Regions from separate parts of the Macaca mulatta genome. Here region 1 is linked to region 2. A link is a contact called in public Hi-C data. All regions are on one chromosome and are shown on one strand. The core of a region is the stretch at or near the end of the contact, and the rest is flanking DNA. Distances in the headings are between cores, read along the strand shown.

The links. Hi-C and Micro-C count contacts between places; a contact is called where the count stands out from the background.
Region 1: a contact with region 2 is called in a Hi-C map of fetal cortex germinal zone, with 2.0 times the contacts expected there. The contact joins the promoter of CYB5B here to the promoter of TERF2 in region 2. A contact is called at or near these places in 2 of 14 Hi-C or Micro-C datasets (fetal cortex germinal zone and liver).

Annotation. Positions count from the first base shown.
Region 1 is chr20:65,043,923-65,047,070 of T2T-MMU8v2.0, reverse strand. CYB5B (cytochrome b5 type B) reads right to left here and starts at 1,319. Exons shown (of 5, transcript NM_001194167.3): 1 at 987-1,319. The coding sequence starts at 1,160.
Region 2 is chr20:65,002,681-65,005,727 of T2T-MMU8v2.0, reverse strand. TERF2 (telomeric repeat binding factor 2) reads left to right here and starts at 1,559. Exons shown (of 10, transcript XR_003725302.2): 1 at 1,559-1,973; 2 at 2,081-2,176; 3 at 2,849-2,979.

The sequences.
Region 1 (3,148 bases), core at 70-2,569, 42 kb before region 2:
AAATAAAATGATCTCACACACACGCACGCACACACACACACACACACACAAAGCTTCAAACCAATCTTTAGTGGTTGCATATCACTAGTTGCCTAGGGTTGGGAGAGAATGACTGCAAAGGGAAAGGAAGCTTTTTAGAGTGATGGAAATGGTTTATGTCTTAACATGGATGAATACATTTTTCAAAACTCAGCAAAATGTACATTTTAGATAGGCACAATTTACGTATGTACATTACACCTCAATAAAGTTAGTTTAAATTTTTAAGTCTATCCTCTTTCCTTAATTAAAAAAAAAAATTAGTTGCACCATGATCTCAAAGATAATTTTTAAAATGAGATCTAATGCAACAGGCTTGAAGATTAAATAAAACAGCCTTGAATATTTAAGAAAAATGACAAAACATGAGCCAATGACAAAAAAAAAAAAAGGTTGATTTATGAATTTCTGGCCTCAAGGTCAACTCAGATTAGGGGGAAAAAAAAGACAATGGAGGCATAATCAAGATGGGGGAGCGTGTGGAGAGAAATCTCAGCTTCTACTCTAGAAGACAAAAACCAAAAACGGTATTACTTCAGAAGGCACACTGGAAAAGCACAGATGTGGGTGCACTTCAGACCTAGGTTCAACGGATCTAGGCCGTTAACTGCATGGCCTTGAGAGTTCTCAACCTGTGAGCCTCAGTTTCCCTTTCTGTAAAATAAAGATAATGATGGCTTAGAGTTTAGCTGAGCACATAGCAAGTGCTCGACACATAAGTAATACATGATATTACATAAGGCACCAGAACTCGGAGCTGACTGGAAATGCATGCAAACTAAAGCCCTCCCCCCAATCCCACCCCAGTTTCCTTCTGAGGGTCGTGATCCCTTTCGTACGCCTTATCGCCCCCAGCCAAGCCTCCCTTCCTTCCCACATACCCTCCACACAGCCTTTTCACCCCTCGCCCCAGCAGCTCCAGAGGCCTCCCACCTCCCAGGCCCCACCTCGTTGAGGAAGCGGGTGACATCGTAGACTCGCCCATGGATCACAAGCCACAGTTCCTTCAAGGAGTTGCGCTTTGCCACCTCCTCCAATCGGTAATAGGTGACTGAGGTCTCGACTTCCTGCCCTTTCCCATCGCTACCGCTAGCTTCCGCAGTCGCCATTGAACCGGACATACCGCCTCTCCACCGCTAACTGAGATTCCGCGACTACTTTCCTGGAGAGACCGCTCTCAGCCTTCCTCGGCTTCCGTAACCAGGGCCCATAAGGCCTTGAGACGGTTCCTAGCAACAGCCAATCACACTTCCGAATAGTGCCTGGTTCGTTTTCTTTTCACCAATGAAACGAGTGACTCAGTTAGAAGTCCCGCCCACTCCTCGCCAGATCCTCCAGGTGAAAGTCTGGTTCGAGGTCGAACTAACCAATTAGGGTCGTTCAGCCCCTCCAACCTCGCCAATCAGATACCGCAATTTTTGGACTGGCGCCGAAAAGAGATGTGCTGACAGCTGTCACCTCAGGAGAGGTTCCCCTTCGCTCAGCCTGTGGGCTTTTAGGGTCTCAGTGTTCCGCTTCCCTTCCCATCGCTGTGGCTTTCTCCTGAGTCTCAGGAAGCTCGTTTCTCCTACACTACCGGCACAGCTTGTATCCCAACCGTGATTTTACATCTTTGCTGCCTCCAGGTCGTGATCTGGCCAATCCCGTCTCTCCTCAGTTTCCCCATCAGTAAAATGGGCTTCATAAGCTCTCTCTTAACAAATGGGTTTGCCTTTTCTTTTCTTTTCTTTTCTTTTTTTTTTTTTTTTTTTTGAGACAGGGTCTCGCTCTGTCACCCAGGCTGGAGTGCAGTGGTGCGATCTTGACTCACTGCAACCTCCGCCTCCCAGGTTCAAGCGACTCTCCTGTCTCAGCCTCCCGAGTAGCTGGAATTACAGGCACCCGCCACCACGCCCGGCTAATTTTTGTATTTTTACTAGAGACGGGGTTTCACCATGTTGGCCAGGCTGGTCTTGAACTCCTGACCTCAGGTGATCCGCCCGCCTAGGCCTCTCAAAGGGCTGGGATTACAGGGGTGAGCCACTGCGCCTGGCTCGGTTTGCCTATTTTAATGAGAGTGCCTGTAAAGCGCTTGGTGCATAGTAATCGCTAAACAGGGTAGCCAATTAGAAAGGCAATTGCTGTCCCGAGTCCTTGGGACAGCAGTTGGGGGTAGAGCGTGCCACGTATCCCATGTTTCTACCACCATTCCGAATCCGATTTTCAAACGAATTCTGTGATGATCAGGATCAATCTGCACTATTTTAGTCTCTACGTGATCTAAAATAGAACTGAACTTAACTGCTCTCCAATAGAGGTCCCAGCACTTTGGAATTCCAAGTTTGGTTAAGGTGCAGTGTTGTGAGCCACTTTTTAACTGCCATTATAACTGACAGATTGCTCTTCCTATAATGTCATTTTCATCTTGTCACTCTCTCAGTCTACCATTCAGGGGTCTCCACAATCCATTCGCAACCTCTTTCACTAACATATCATATTTTCCACCATTCCCTTTGTAAGCCTGTTGCACCAGCCCTGACTCCAAAACTTGCTGGTTTAAAACCACATCTGTGGTCATTCCAGGTCCACCAAGTTTATTTCAGATCACGTAGAGATGAAAATAGTGCAGATTGATCCTGATCATCACAGAATTCGTTCGAAAATCACATTCTGAATGGTGGTAGAAACATGGGATACTGCACGCTCTACCCGCAATTGCTGTCCCAAGCACTCCTCTTCCTTTCAATGCCTACTGGCTTTTCAAGTTCCTCTTCAGTTTCTTCTATTTTCAAACTTCTCCTGCCGTTCTGAGCTCCAGTGGTTCCATTCCTTTGTAGTACCTAAGAAAGCATATTACTATTTTTGGAAACCTGCTACATCTATAAATTTTAACTTTGCAGAATTTACTTCCCTAGTTAGACTGACACGATGAGAACAATCTCACAAGATTCTTAGGATCCTCCACAAACTCCAGATTCAAATATTTACATTTATTCCAGACATTTACTATTTACTGTTACAAGTCTTAGGATAGGCATTGGGAGTAGAGAGATAACATAAGAAACAAAATCTCTGAAAGAAATAAAAACATTTACAGGCTGAATGCGGCTGCTCAAGTCCCGTAATTCCA
Region 2 (3,047 bases), core at 310-2,809:
AGACTGTCTCAGAAAGAAAACACAAAAGTTAGAATTGAAAGGCAAGTGATTTGGCACCAGGCACAGTAGCTCAACCCTGAAGTCCCCAGCATTTTAGGAGACCAAGGTGGGAGGAGTGCTTGAGGCCAGGAGTTTGAGACCAGCCTGGGCAACACGGCAAGACCCCTAACTCTACAAAAAAAATTTCAAATTACCCAGGCATGGTGGCACATGCTGGTAGTCTTAGCTACTTGGGAGGCTAAGCCAGGAGGATCACTTGAGCCCAGGAGTTCAAGGCTGCAGTGAGCATGATTGTGCCACTGCACTCTAACCTGCATTACAGAGTGAAACTGTCTCAAAAAAATTAAAATAAAGGCAGGTGATTTGGCTCCTGGTTAAGGCAAGCAGGCTGGAATGGAAAAGCAGCCATGATCACCAAAGATCAGTCAGACCTAGAGGCCTCTTCTCTCATCCTGGAATGTGTACCTCATGGAACTTCTGGCTTTCCAGGATACTATACATATTACGGTCTTGATATAATTAATTCAAAGGTTCAGCATGGGATTCACATCCTCAAGGACATGCCACCTGCCCTTCTGAGTTGTCTTTGAGTGGCCCCAAACTGGATCTTTGCTGGTTCCAGACTAGTGGGGCTGGTAGGACAATCTTTGAAGCTAGACCAGTTACTGGGCCTCTCAGGAAGAGGCACCCACAACCACCATCCTGAACTAAAGTCTGAGCTGGAGGTTCTCCATTTGGTCAAGTGCTGGTTGGTGAATTCCAAGAGTATCAGACATACCTGAAAGTGACTCAGACCCTCTATGGGACTATGGGTGGTCCTTTTGCTTATTTTTCTAATTGTTCTACAACAAAATGTGTTATTTTTGTGATTAGAAAGAGTATATGTCTAGAGGTTTCTGGGTTGCCAGGTGCATTCTATTTCTTGGTATCACTCTGGTCTTTGCTTTATAATTATAGTATTTGTTAAAATGCAAATTTGTTTAAAGACTTTCCTCTGTGCATGCTCTTTTCCACAATTTTCAAAGTGTTTAGTAAGTTGCACATTTTTTTTTCTTTCTTTCTTTTCTTTTTTTTGAGACGGAGTTTCGCTCTTGTTGCCCAGGTTGGAGTGCAATGGTGCGATCTCGGCTCACCGCAACCTCCGCCTCCTGGGTTCAAGCGATTCTCCTGCCTCAGCCTCCCGAGTAGCTGGGATTACAGGCATGCGCCACCACGCCGGCTAATTTTGTATTTTTAGTAGAGATGGGGTTTCTCCATGTTGGTCAGGTTGGTCTCGAACTCCCGACCTCAAGTGATCCACCCGCTTCAGCCTCCCAAAGTGCTGGGATTACAGGCGTGAGCCACCGAGCCCGGCCTGTTTTTCAATCTCTAATACACTGTTCCGCGTCCCTAGCATAGTAGCTGTTTTCTGTAAATTCGGAGCCAAGTTGACTGCAAACCCCGCCGGGTTCACCGGCCTGGGCGGCGTGGACTTCAAGCTCCAGGAGGCATTGCGGCCGGCACATGGAGAACTACGGCGTCTGAGAAGGGGGCCGGGCCCTCCGGTCCTTTCCCTCCCAGAAGCCCGCGGGCGGCTCGGAACGCTGTTCCTATCATGGCCGCGGGAGCCGGGACGGCGGGCCCCGCTTCCGGCCCGGGCGTCGTGCGTGACCCGGCGGCGTCACAGCCGAGGAAGCGGCCCGGCCGGGAGGGCGGGGAGGGCGCGCGGCGATCGGACGCGATGGCGGGAGGAGGCGGGAGCAGCGACGGCAGCGGGCGGGCAGCTGGCAGGCGGGCGTCCCGCAGTAGCGGGCGGGCCCGGCGGGGGCGCCACGAGCCGGGGCTGGGGGGCCCGGCGGAGCGCGGCGCGGGGGAGGCACGGCTGGAAGAGGCAGTCAATCGCTGGGTGCTCAAGTTCTACTTCCACGAGGCGCTGCGGGCCTTTCGGGGTAGCCGGTACGGGGACTTCAGACAGATCCGGGACATCATGCAGGGTGAGGGCCGGGCCGGGGGAAGGGGGTTGGAGCGCCGGGGAAGGGGGTCGGGGGCCCCCGGGGGTCGGGACTGGGGGTCGCCCGGCCAACGATGTCTTCTTTCCCAGCTTTGCTCGTCAGGCCCTTGGGGAAGGAGCACACCGTGTCCCGATTGCTGCGGGTTATGCAGTGTCTGTCGCGCATTGAAGAAGGGGAAAATTTAGGTATGGCTATTTTTGTGTTCTTCTCTGGGCTTACTTGCGTAGGGTTTTGTTTTCAAACTTATATCTGGAACTGAAGGATTCCGGGTTAAAGTGCGATAGTTTCCATCAGTGTGGTCTTTTCCATTCTACGATGGGTCTGTTTTCTGGCTCTAGTTTTCTCCGGTTAAGGTTGTATTGGCTGCTTTTCTCTGTTTTTTTTTTTTGTTTGTTTAAATCTTCTCCCACCTGTTCATTGCTCACCCCAACTTTGCTCATATCTAAAGTGAGTTATGTTCATGTGGACATCTTTTTTCCCCCATGGTAGAGTGTTTTTCAGAGTAGAAGTACATTTTTCCCCTCTGAATTTAACTTGAAAGCTATTTAACTGTTATCAGTTTCTTGCCACTCGTATCTGAGGAGGATGGGTGTATTCTGAATTTGAGAGGTAAATGCATGTATTTAAAAGTAATTTTTTTGCCTGTCTTGACAGGTGTTAAAAAATGGTCACGTTAAATTCATTGATTTGAATTTGGACCCTTATCGTGTATGTCAACCTGTAGCAAATGTGTCAAAATACTAAATGCAAATCTTACCATATTTGCATGCTCCATTTCCATAAGTATATATAATTTTTGGACATAACTTTTTTGCTCTTAGAAAAGAGCTTAAAATGGAAACTGTGCTTTGTCCTAGACTGTTCCTTTGATATGGAGGCTGAGCTCACACCACTGGAATCAGCTATCAATGTGTTGGAGATGATTAAAACGGAATTTACCCTGACAGAAGCAGTGGTCGAATCCAGTAGAAAACTGGTCAAGGAGGCTGTAAGGCTCTATTTTTATTTCTTTTTTGTTTGACCAAAAATCAGGGGTCTTTGAGGATACAGCCCTTA